Linked DNA regions of Mus musculus: regions 1 and 2 are each linked to region 3. Evidence: chromatin contacts called from public HiChIP or PLAC-seq data. All regions are on one chromosome and are shown on one strand. Each heading gives the region's core, a stretch centred on a gene start, on an enhancer-like site or on the middle of the called end of the contact. The rest is flanking DNA. Distances are from core to core; before and after follow the strand shown.

The links. HiChIP or PLAC-seq counts read pairs in DNA pulled down with a chosen protein or histone mark.
Region 1: a contact with region 3 is called in an H3K27ac HiChIP or PLAC-seq map of oligodendrocyte precursor cells, with 4 times the contacts expected there. The contact joins two enhancer-like sites. A contact is called at or near these places in 3 of 115 datasets of contacts at active chromatin or transcription factors (neural progenitor cells, neural stem cells and oligodendrocyte precursor cells) and 1 of 9 other capture datasets (adipose tissue).
Region 2: an H3K27ac HiChIP or PLAC-seq map of oligodendrocyte precursor cells shows a contact between it and region 3, with 5 times the contacts expected there. The contact joins two enhancer-like sites. A contact is called at or near these places in 4 of 484 Hi-C or Micro-C datasets (cerebral cortex, megakaryocyte progenitors, neural progenitor cells and 1 more) and 1 of 115 datasets of contacts at active chromatin or transcription factors (oligodendrocyte precursor cells).

The regions. Positions count from the first base shown.
Region 1 is chr5:75,161,926-75,165,074 of GRCm38.p6, reverse strand. Pdgfra (platelet derived growth factor receptor, alpha polypeptide) reads right to left here. Exons shown (of 23, transcript NM_011058.3): 2 at 2,784-2,844; 3 at 1,223-1,540. The coding sequence starts at 2,832. Among named protein-coding and RNA genes, the nearest start is that of Pdgfra, 11 kb to the right of the region's middle. Within about 2 kb of position 1,559, at least 9 of the 459 cell types and tissues checked have an H3K27ac peak or open chromatin away from gene starts, as enhancers often do. A contact at or near this core is called in oligodendrocyte precursor cells, where this site is marked.
Region 2 is chr5:75,197,229-75,199,986 of GRCm38.p6, reverse strand. Pdgfra (platelet derived growth factor receptor, alpha polypeptide) reads right to left here. Exons shown (of 23, transcript NM_011058.3): 23 at 1,781-2,758. Among named protein-coding and RNA genes, the nearest start is that of Mir7025, 22 kb to the right of the region's middle. Within about 2 kb of position 1,391, at least 4 of the 459 cell types and tissues checked have an H3K27ac peak or open chromatin away from gene starts, as enhancers often do. A contact at or near this core is called in oligodendrocyte precursor cells, where this site is marked.
Region 3 is chr5:75,346,007-75,349,151 of GRCm38.p6, reverse strand. No RefSeq gene overlaps it. Among named protein-coding and RNA genes, the nearest start is that of Mir7025, 170 kb to the right of the region's middle. Within about 2 kb of position 1,496, at least 12 of the 459 cell types and tissues checked have an H3K27ac peak or open chromatin away from gene starts, as enhancers often do. A contact at or near this core is called in oligodendrocyte precursor cells, where this site is marked.

The DNA of each region.
Region 1 (3,149 bases), core at 310-2,809, 180 kb after region 3:
TGCATTAACTCTTGAAGAGTGGAAGGAATTCTTTTTGCCTTGGTCGTTAACATTTAGGGGAATTTCCATGTTTGTTTATTTGGTTTTTGGTGTGTGTGTGTGTGTGTGTGTGTGTGTGTGTGTGTTCTGGCTGAATATGTATGTAGGTACATTACATGTATGCAGTTCAGGTGGAGGACAGAAGAGGGCGCTAATCTCCTGTAACTGTCTAACAGAGGGATGTATCTCTGTGAGTCCTAGGAACCAAACCTGGGTCCTCTGCAAGAGCTGCGAATGCTCCCAAAACCTGAACCATATCTCCAAGCCTCCCATGAGTTTTTCTTGATTTTGAACGTGCAAATGATCTGTATTTAATTTGTGTATTTTGCTGGTCATAATGTGGGTAGTCTCTGCTATTTAAGAGGCTGAGACAGCAGGACTAGTTAAGTGTAGCAGTTTGAGGGTAGCCTGGGCAACATACCAAGCTCTCATCTCAAAAGCAACAACAACAAACAAAACAAAACACCGGAGTCGGGTACCACATGCACACAATTCTGTGACTTGGGAGGTGAGGTCAGAGAATGGTAAATTCAGAGCCAGTCTGGTCTACAGAAGGAGACCTTATCTCAAACACAAAACCAGCAAGTTAAGCATCCCCATGCCCTTAATCCTAGCACCCAGAAGGCTGAAGCCATAGGATTGCTATAAGTTAGAAGCCAGCCTGGACTACAATGGCAAGTTCTAAGACAGTGAGAGTCTCAAGAACCAAAGACTGACAGGCAGACAGAGAGCTAAGGAGTGGCCCAGTGAGTAAGAGCACTTGTTTTAAAAGCATGAGTACCAGGGTTCTAATCACAAAGACTCACATAAAAAGAAAAAAATCTATATCCTTAGCTCTGTGGAAGGTGGAAGCAGGAGGATAGCTTGGGTTGGCAGGCTAACCACCTAGATCCAGCCTCAGTGAGAGTTCCAGTGAGAGACAGACAGACAGACAGACAGACAGACAGACAGACAGACAGACAGACAGAGACAGACAGTTAGAGACAGTCAGAGACAGACAGAGACAGTCAGAGACAGACAGAGACAGACAGACAGAGATGAAAGAAGGGAAAGACTTTTCTACCTTGCAAATTTCTCTGCAATAAACATTTATGAATCCCTCGTGTTTTATGCCCCTTAACTCGGTGACTCAGAGGCAGGCAGGGCAGGACGCAGCGTGGTCTAGGAGGGCCCTGCAACTCACCTGGTACATAGATGTAAATGTGCCTGCCTTCGATCTCACTCTCATCCGTCTGAGTGTGGTTGTAGTAGCAAGTGTACCATCCGGTGTGGGCTGCGGAGGCGTTAACCACTTCCAGCACTGTGACAAAGAGGCCACTGTTGTTCTCCTCACTTCTGATTTCCACGTTGGGGTCGTCTTCTTCAGACATGGGGTGCTGCCAGCTCACTTCACTCTCCCCAACGCATCTCAGAGAAAAGGACGAATTCAGCTGCACAATCTTCTCATTCTCGTTTGGGAGGATAGAGGGTAATAAGAGCTGGCAGGAGATGAGGCCCGGCCCTGTAGAAAGGGACAGCCATTGAATAGGGCGAGCCAGAAAGGACAGCTTCTCCAGAGCGCTGAGAGTAGCCACAGTGGCGGCTTATATGAACAACGGCCATTTCTACGTGAAACTCTGTTCCTCTGGATGCCCATGAAAGGCCCCCCATTATAACAGCCACTGCATCTGCTGAGGGCAGCAAGTGTTCCAACGGCCTCAACAGCCCCACCAAACGCCCCATACTCACCCCTCCAAACACTCAAACGGATAAAGGATGTCTGATTCCAATTCCATATTTCACACTCTTATGTGTGACCATAAAATATCCCAGTGCGGTCTGGGCTCAAGCACATATGGGTTCTTTATCATGCATATGCCCTGCAGAAGTTTCCCTTGGTTTAAAAAAAAAATGGGCAGGAGATGTGAGAAGAGGCAGGGAGAGAGGCCCGAACAAAGCACACAGCAGATCTGGGCTCACTCAGGAGCCCCACGTCTTTCCTCACTGCCACCCTCTGGCACACCATCTCTCCTTAATGATTTCCAAAAGCCAAAGCAGGAAGGCATGGGTTTAAATTCACAAATAATAAATAAAACACAGGCGGGGAGTGGGGGCTTGAAACTAATCCCTAAGCTTCACGTTTCAGCCGAGCTTCCCTTGTCTGAAGAGGAGACACGTTCTGACTTAATTATTAATTAATGGTCTCTAGTTTCCATCGGTGCCTAACTTTGGAGTAATGTCTGCAACAGACAAACACGTGGAAAGGATCTACCAAGTGCCAGGCCAGCGCTCTACCACTGAGCATCTCCCCAGCCCTCTTTTTACTTTTTGTTTTTAAAGACAGGGTCTCACTATGTAGCCCTGGCACACCGCGAGTTTATGATCTTCCTGCTACAGCCTCCCAAGTGGCTGGGATTACAGGTTTGAGTCCCTAAACCTGATGAAGGATGCCTGAGTCTTTACTCTATTTGAACATGCTCAAAACCATCTTCTCCTTCCTTGCTGTAAGCCCATCCCAGAGAGAGGAAGAAGTGGGCAAGTGCAGACATGTCAATATCCAGATTATTCCTCCCTTCGGACCACTGACAGAAAGCTCTTGTTTTGAAATGGAATTGGTGCCATTTAGTGAAAGGCATCAAAAGTTCCTGTTGGTTTCATCTCGCCCCCCTTTGGACCCAGGTGCAGGTGAGAGGCCCACAGAACATGGACGTTGGCTCCCTGGAACTGTGAGTTAGGAGAACAAGGACGCATGTGTGGATACATACCTGTGAGGAGACAGCTGAGGACCAGAAAGACCTGGTGGGAGGTCCCCATAGCTCCTGAGACCTGCAAATGACAAAAGCCAAACATAAACAGCATTAGCCAAACAGAAAGCCACTGGTGGGCCAGGTTCTCCTGCCATGGGAGTTCTTACTGGTACCGTCAGTGGAAGCATGTCCCAGCTTAAGGCTGACAACTAATACAGTCAGATAGATAAGAGGGAAGCATCAAAGAGCATGGCGGAGCCTGAGAGTCAAGCCAGGATCCTCAATTACTGTCTCCAAAGGGGATTGGGGGAATAAATGTTACTACTGGTTCTCCATCTAAGCTGGAGAAGTCTCTGCTTCTCGTGGGCTGTCCCTTGCTTCACA
Region 2 (2,758 bases), core at 142-2,641, 150 kb after region 3:
TTGGAGCAGTTCGTGTGAAATGTGATGAAATTCAAAACAGACAGGATGCACAAGCTCCAGGGGGAAGTCATTAATACCCATGAACAATGATGAAGCAAAATGCCATCTGCCGGGCTAATGTGGCAAAGCTTTTAAAAATTCCAATTAGCCTATAAACCAGAATTGGGGCAGGGGAAGCAAATATGTTCCCCTCATCTGTCCTCAACGTCTCCCTCCTCTTTGTATGAATGATGGACCATTACTGGCATATGAACTTAGTTGGGAAGTTATCGCCATTATACTTTAGGACGTGGGTGCTACTCATGTCTCCAGGTGGGACAGGATGCTATAGACAGCTAATTAAGAACACACATATACTTTCACACACATTTTCCTATGAGATGAAACAATTGTCTCTATTATAAACACTGCTACCATTATATGCTGTTGGATTTAGCCTTTATGTGTATTTGGAGTTGAAGATAATGAAACATTTCTGTTGCTGTTATCCTGAGGGAAATTGCCAGGCTTATGATGGATTCTCATAGGGTAGGCCATTTTCCTGAGTTGCTTTTCATGAAGCACGCCACTATTAAAATCACAATGGCCATTATTAGACCTGGTGTATTTCAGCCTGAAAAAGAAAGGCTCTGATTACAAACACATAGAGTAGTTTCTCCAGGCTGAACTTGTCCATCACTTGTCTTTGAAAAATCAAAGGATCCAGGCAAGCTACTTCTGCATGCTGATATTCTCAGTATCTCTTGCTTTCTTTCTGGCTCATCATGCAAATAATAGTGGAATTCATATATTTGGAATTGCTAATCCTAGTGCTATCGTTACATTAGTCTTGGGGTCCTTCGTTTCTACACCTATGAGATGTCTTCCCTGCCTTGGTAGGAATATTTAAAAGCTTATTGCAAGACTCAAAAGAAGTGTAAATGGTACATTTTAGAAGTTTTTAATCCCCTAATTAAAAAAAAAAACGAAAACACTAGAGCAGATAAATTAGACAGGACTGTCTGTTAGAGGACGGAACTGTGTAGCTGCTGTTCAGACAGACATGTTATTATTCCCAGGAATCCAGCTCCTTCCTGGGCTGAACCAAGGTGGAGCCAATACTCAATGAACAGCCTTGTGCTGAAGGATACAGGCCTGGATCTGTAGGCGGTCTCACTCTGAGGTCATTTGGCTATCTGAAATTGGGAGTTATTCTGAAACAGGGGGCCTATTTTCCAATTATTAAGAGAATAATCTGCATTAATTAATTGCACTAATTTATCTGATGAGATACCAGGAGGCTGTCGAATGTGAAGCACATAAACCTGCCTGCACGTAACAGAGGATGCTCAAGCACAGCACAGGTGATGGCGCAGGGATGCAGGCTCATCAGTGTACATGCTGATAGGTTACCATAGAGACGGGGAAGCTACTCGTGTGTGATGCCAACTGGGATATGGGAGATCTCCAGTTTCCACTCAAATGTCCTGTAAGCCGAAAACTGCTTTACTAACTAGTGAGTCTATTCAGAAAAGAAGGAGAGGAGGAGGAGGAGGACGACGAGGAGGGGGAGGAGGGGGAGGAGGGGGAGGAGGAGGAAAAGATGGCCATTGTGCTAGATGTCTATGATACCAGTACTTTGGAGGCTGAAGCAGGAGAATCAGAAAGCCCAATGCCAACCAGAGCTATACAACAAGATCCTGCCTCAAACTAACAACAGGATGAACATTAGAGAGAGGGTTGGGTGGAATTCTGACCAAACTAAAAAACAAAGCGAAAGAAGTGGTAGACCTTCATAACGTTAAGTCATATATAATAAATCATTTATTGAAATATAAAGATCTCCATTTACACTTTTTAAAACAAAACATGAACAGGGGTATCTGGAAGCCATCTTGTATTGGAAGACCCTTCCTATGGAGTAAGTCGCTCTCACACACTTACCACACCACCATGTTGGGAACATGTCAGTATTTTTCTCTTTATTACTTCTAAAATATAAATTTTGGACATTCAAAAGTGCAACAGTTAACGTGCCTGTGGGGAATATCACAGTTAAAAAAAATATAAACAAAGGCAGTGATACAGCTTGTCATACACATTTTGGCAGTATTCTCCAAGTCTACATAGCAACAGATATATACATATCGATGTATAACATCGTTTTATCTTACGTCCCTCTTCACAAATATAGGACCATTTTGTACAGGTTGGCAGACCACATTTTTTTAAGGACATCATTGATCATTTTTTTAAAAGTCACAAATTGTGTTCCTCGGGCAAGCTTTGATTGTCATCATAAAAATAGAAAGCAGGAAAGATTGGTAAATTTTCTTCCAGGGACTCTGCAGGAGGCCAGAAAGAAAACAAATCAGGATACAGTCAAAACACTGTTTAAAAATAAAAATGTATCCCTGCTGAGTGTGGTGGTGCATGCCTGTAATCCCAGCACTGGGGGTACAGAGACAGTGGATCTCTGAGAGTTCAAGGCTAGCCTGGTTTACACAGTGAGTTCCAGGGCAGCCAGGGCTGCGTAGAAAGACCCTGTCTCAAAAAACAAAAGTGAACGTATTCCCATTGAATCTCAGAGGTGGGTACAGCTAAAGATGGGAAACTGCTGGTCTGAGAAGTATCATCCAACTTCATGGTGTCATGCAAGGCCCAAAGCGACATCAGAATAAAAAGAAGCAACAAACAGAGGCTGTGCAAATGAGTGGTAAACAGACTGCTCCAGCCACGAGTCTAGAAAGACGGATGTAGTTCAAGTCTAATTGGCTCG
Region 3 (3,145 bases), core at 247-2,746:
AAGGCCTTTCCTTGAGGGTCCTGCTAGGCTCACCCTCGTCCTTAACATTGATAGAATGCCTTAGAGTTGACTGACGTTTTCCCCATCCCATCCATCTTTTCAAGCATCTTGAGAGTGATGCTGCTGAGCCCTTCATTTCTTAAGCGATAACAGTATTTCTGAGCTCTCTGCTGCGTGCCAGGCCCTGAGCTAAGCACTTCATGGGCTACATTCAATTCATCTTCATAAGAGCTCTGTGAAGCAAATACAACACACGGTGACATGTTTGTGGCCGAGAGAAGTGATTTGTCTAAAGTCTGGCAGCTGCGAGGTGAGGGAACAGACTCTGTACAGCTTGGTACTCTGAGCTCTGGGTACATCAAAGGGAGATATGACTTCTCAGAGTCAATTTTGAACAGTAAAGGGCAGTGCAAAGACTTTCCTCCGTAATCTAGATGCTTCTACATATCTAAGGAGGTGTGACCACATAAGCTAATGGAAAGATTCTGAAATCAACTGGAGTACAGAGAGATGGAGGGATGCCTTCTGTTTCTATGTAAAGTGACATGTGGTTATTAATGAGTGGCGGGGGGCATACAAAGAGGGTTTGCCTTTTGAGGGCAGACTCATTAGCAAAGGAATTCACCATGTATGACTAAAGTCAATCATAGTGTGTTGACATCTTTGTCAAGGAATGCAGATGCACAGAAAGAAGGGAGACCAACTTAACTTCTAATGCTGTCAGCTATAGGACATGCATCCCAAACAACACAGCCATCAAATATGGAGACTGCCTAGAAAAGATGACTTTGAAACTGTTCACAGACTCAGAACTGCAATTTTCCCGCCAGAACTTCATTATTGTGAAGCCCTTCAGAATGAAGACCCTTTAGACCCTATCTTAATCAACACACAAGTAATCCTACTTATATCAAACACTTCTTCATCTATAAGTACCGTTTCATGTGGCCACTCACATTTTAAAACTCAACCACAAATGAGGTGATCTCATTTGTTTTAAGCATTCTTTAAGACTCAGATTTAAGCTATCCGAAGGAAATTGGTATAGTACAGAAGTGATTCCTAGAAGTACAGGAATAGGCAAAACAATGATAAAACATAAAGGCATGGTCACATATAGGAGAATTTTAAAAATTAGATATAAAGATACGGGCTAATTATAGAGCGGGATTTCGCCCTGGTACTCTACTTCCCTGTCACTAGATGGGGCTCACTAGTTGAGGTTTCTTCCCGCCCAGATTTGGAATTTTGTGTCAGACAACAGAGAGGATTCAACTGGGGATTCGGTTCAGTTCTTGAAAAGATAAGTTATTGGAAGGTTTTCAATGGGACTCCTAATAAGATTGACTTTTTTTTTTTTGGTTGCCACAAAAGTCTTATTGAGCAAAGCTAGCTCTCTCCCAGTTGAACATGAAATGGGTCACTATTAGAAAAGACAGCTTCGCTGTGTTTGTACTTGGGATTAACAGATAAAATAAATAGTTCTTTTCTTCCCACGGGCATTGATGGGGCAGCTTTCTCCGAAATGACTGGAGACTTCTGTTCTTTTCAACAAACACAGCCCTCCAATTAGGGGCTGCAAATAAGATTATATGCCCTGAATGAGCCTGAAAGGGGCCTTTTATAATTAGAAAGTTTGTGTGTGCGAACTGAAGCAGCATTAAGTGCTCACTGTGGCTTCATTAAGAGAAGCTGAACGAAGATTCCCAAACCCTCGTCTGAGTGCTCCAAAATGATAAAATAAAAATTGTGGAGAACAATAAAGTGTATCCTCCCCCTCCTCCCTCCTCCCTTCTCCCTCCTCCCTCTTCCCTCCTCTCTCTTCATCTTCTTTTCCTACTATCACATCCAAGGAGCAGAAACCAATCAGTGCTGTGTGTAAATTAGGCATAGTTTGGAAACACTGCCCTTGAACAATGGACAGTGTTAGAATCCAGGCAAAAAATAAAGGATGAAATCATGGCATCCTTGTGGATAGAGCATATAGTCTATTTCCCTACAAGACTTCGATGATGGCTGCTCTATCTCTTTTATGACATAATGATGTATTGAGAGCTGCTGGCTTTGGCTTAGCCAGGCTTCCTGGACGGTGGACACAGTGGTGATTGTCCGCATCTACTCTTCCAGATCAAGCAGAGCTCAGTATGTGAATGGGCCTCTCCTTCATGAATAGGTTTCCTCTCCACACACACAATGCATTCAGGATTAGTGTCCTGAAGCCCCTAGCATCCTAGAGAATCAGATGCAGCCGTGCAATGCTTCCTCTGACCACAGCTTCCTCTGAGCTAAGGGGAAACGACAAGGCTGGGAAGAGGGAGAAGATGAGCTGAGAGTCTCTAGCTAGGGCAAAAGAGAATAGTTCTAGACATAACAGATGGAATTGTGTCCAGTCTCCAGCTCAGTGGGTCCACATTTCAGGCGCTTATCATGGGGCAGAAGGTATCCCTGAACTGAGTTCCTAGCAGGAGGCAGACTAAGAGCCTCAGTTTACAGTGCTCATGTTCCAGGTGCTTCTTAAACATGTGAGTTGTACATTATATCACCATTCTTTTATCTGGACGGTAGTGTCTGCCTCTCAGGACTAGTAGCTGCGAATTCATATTGCTAGAGATTTCTCTGATATGTAGGAGACAGTCATAAATATTTCATGAATGAATGAACAAACATATCTATCAAATCAGGGGTTTCAAAGTCTTCAAATCCATTTAACACACTCAAACCATAAATATTATCTTCTGATACTTTAACATTCACATACATACATACACACGTGCATATACATGTGCATACACACACACACGCCAGACTTTCTTACTTTACAATCATGGATTCTCTTAGGAGCCAACATTTTATTAATTTTTTATAAGAATATATTTTAGTTTGTTATGCTCAGACCAATTTTCTTTTCCTTTTTTCCTTTTTTTAAAGTGACCATTTCTTTCAATGTTAGACATTTTTGAAGTTTTCTTGAGATACTCTTAGCATCCTAAGCTATTTTCAGACTTCCTTTTTCATCCCTTAAAATCTTGGTGGTTGAGGTGCTAATAAAAGGCCTCCCCTGCTGTAGTAGCACATTCTTATAATTCTAGCCCTTGAGAGACTGAGGCAGGAGGGAGCAGGAGGATCATAAGCCCCAGCAAGCCTC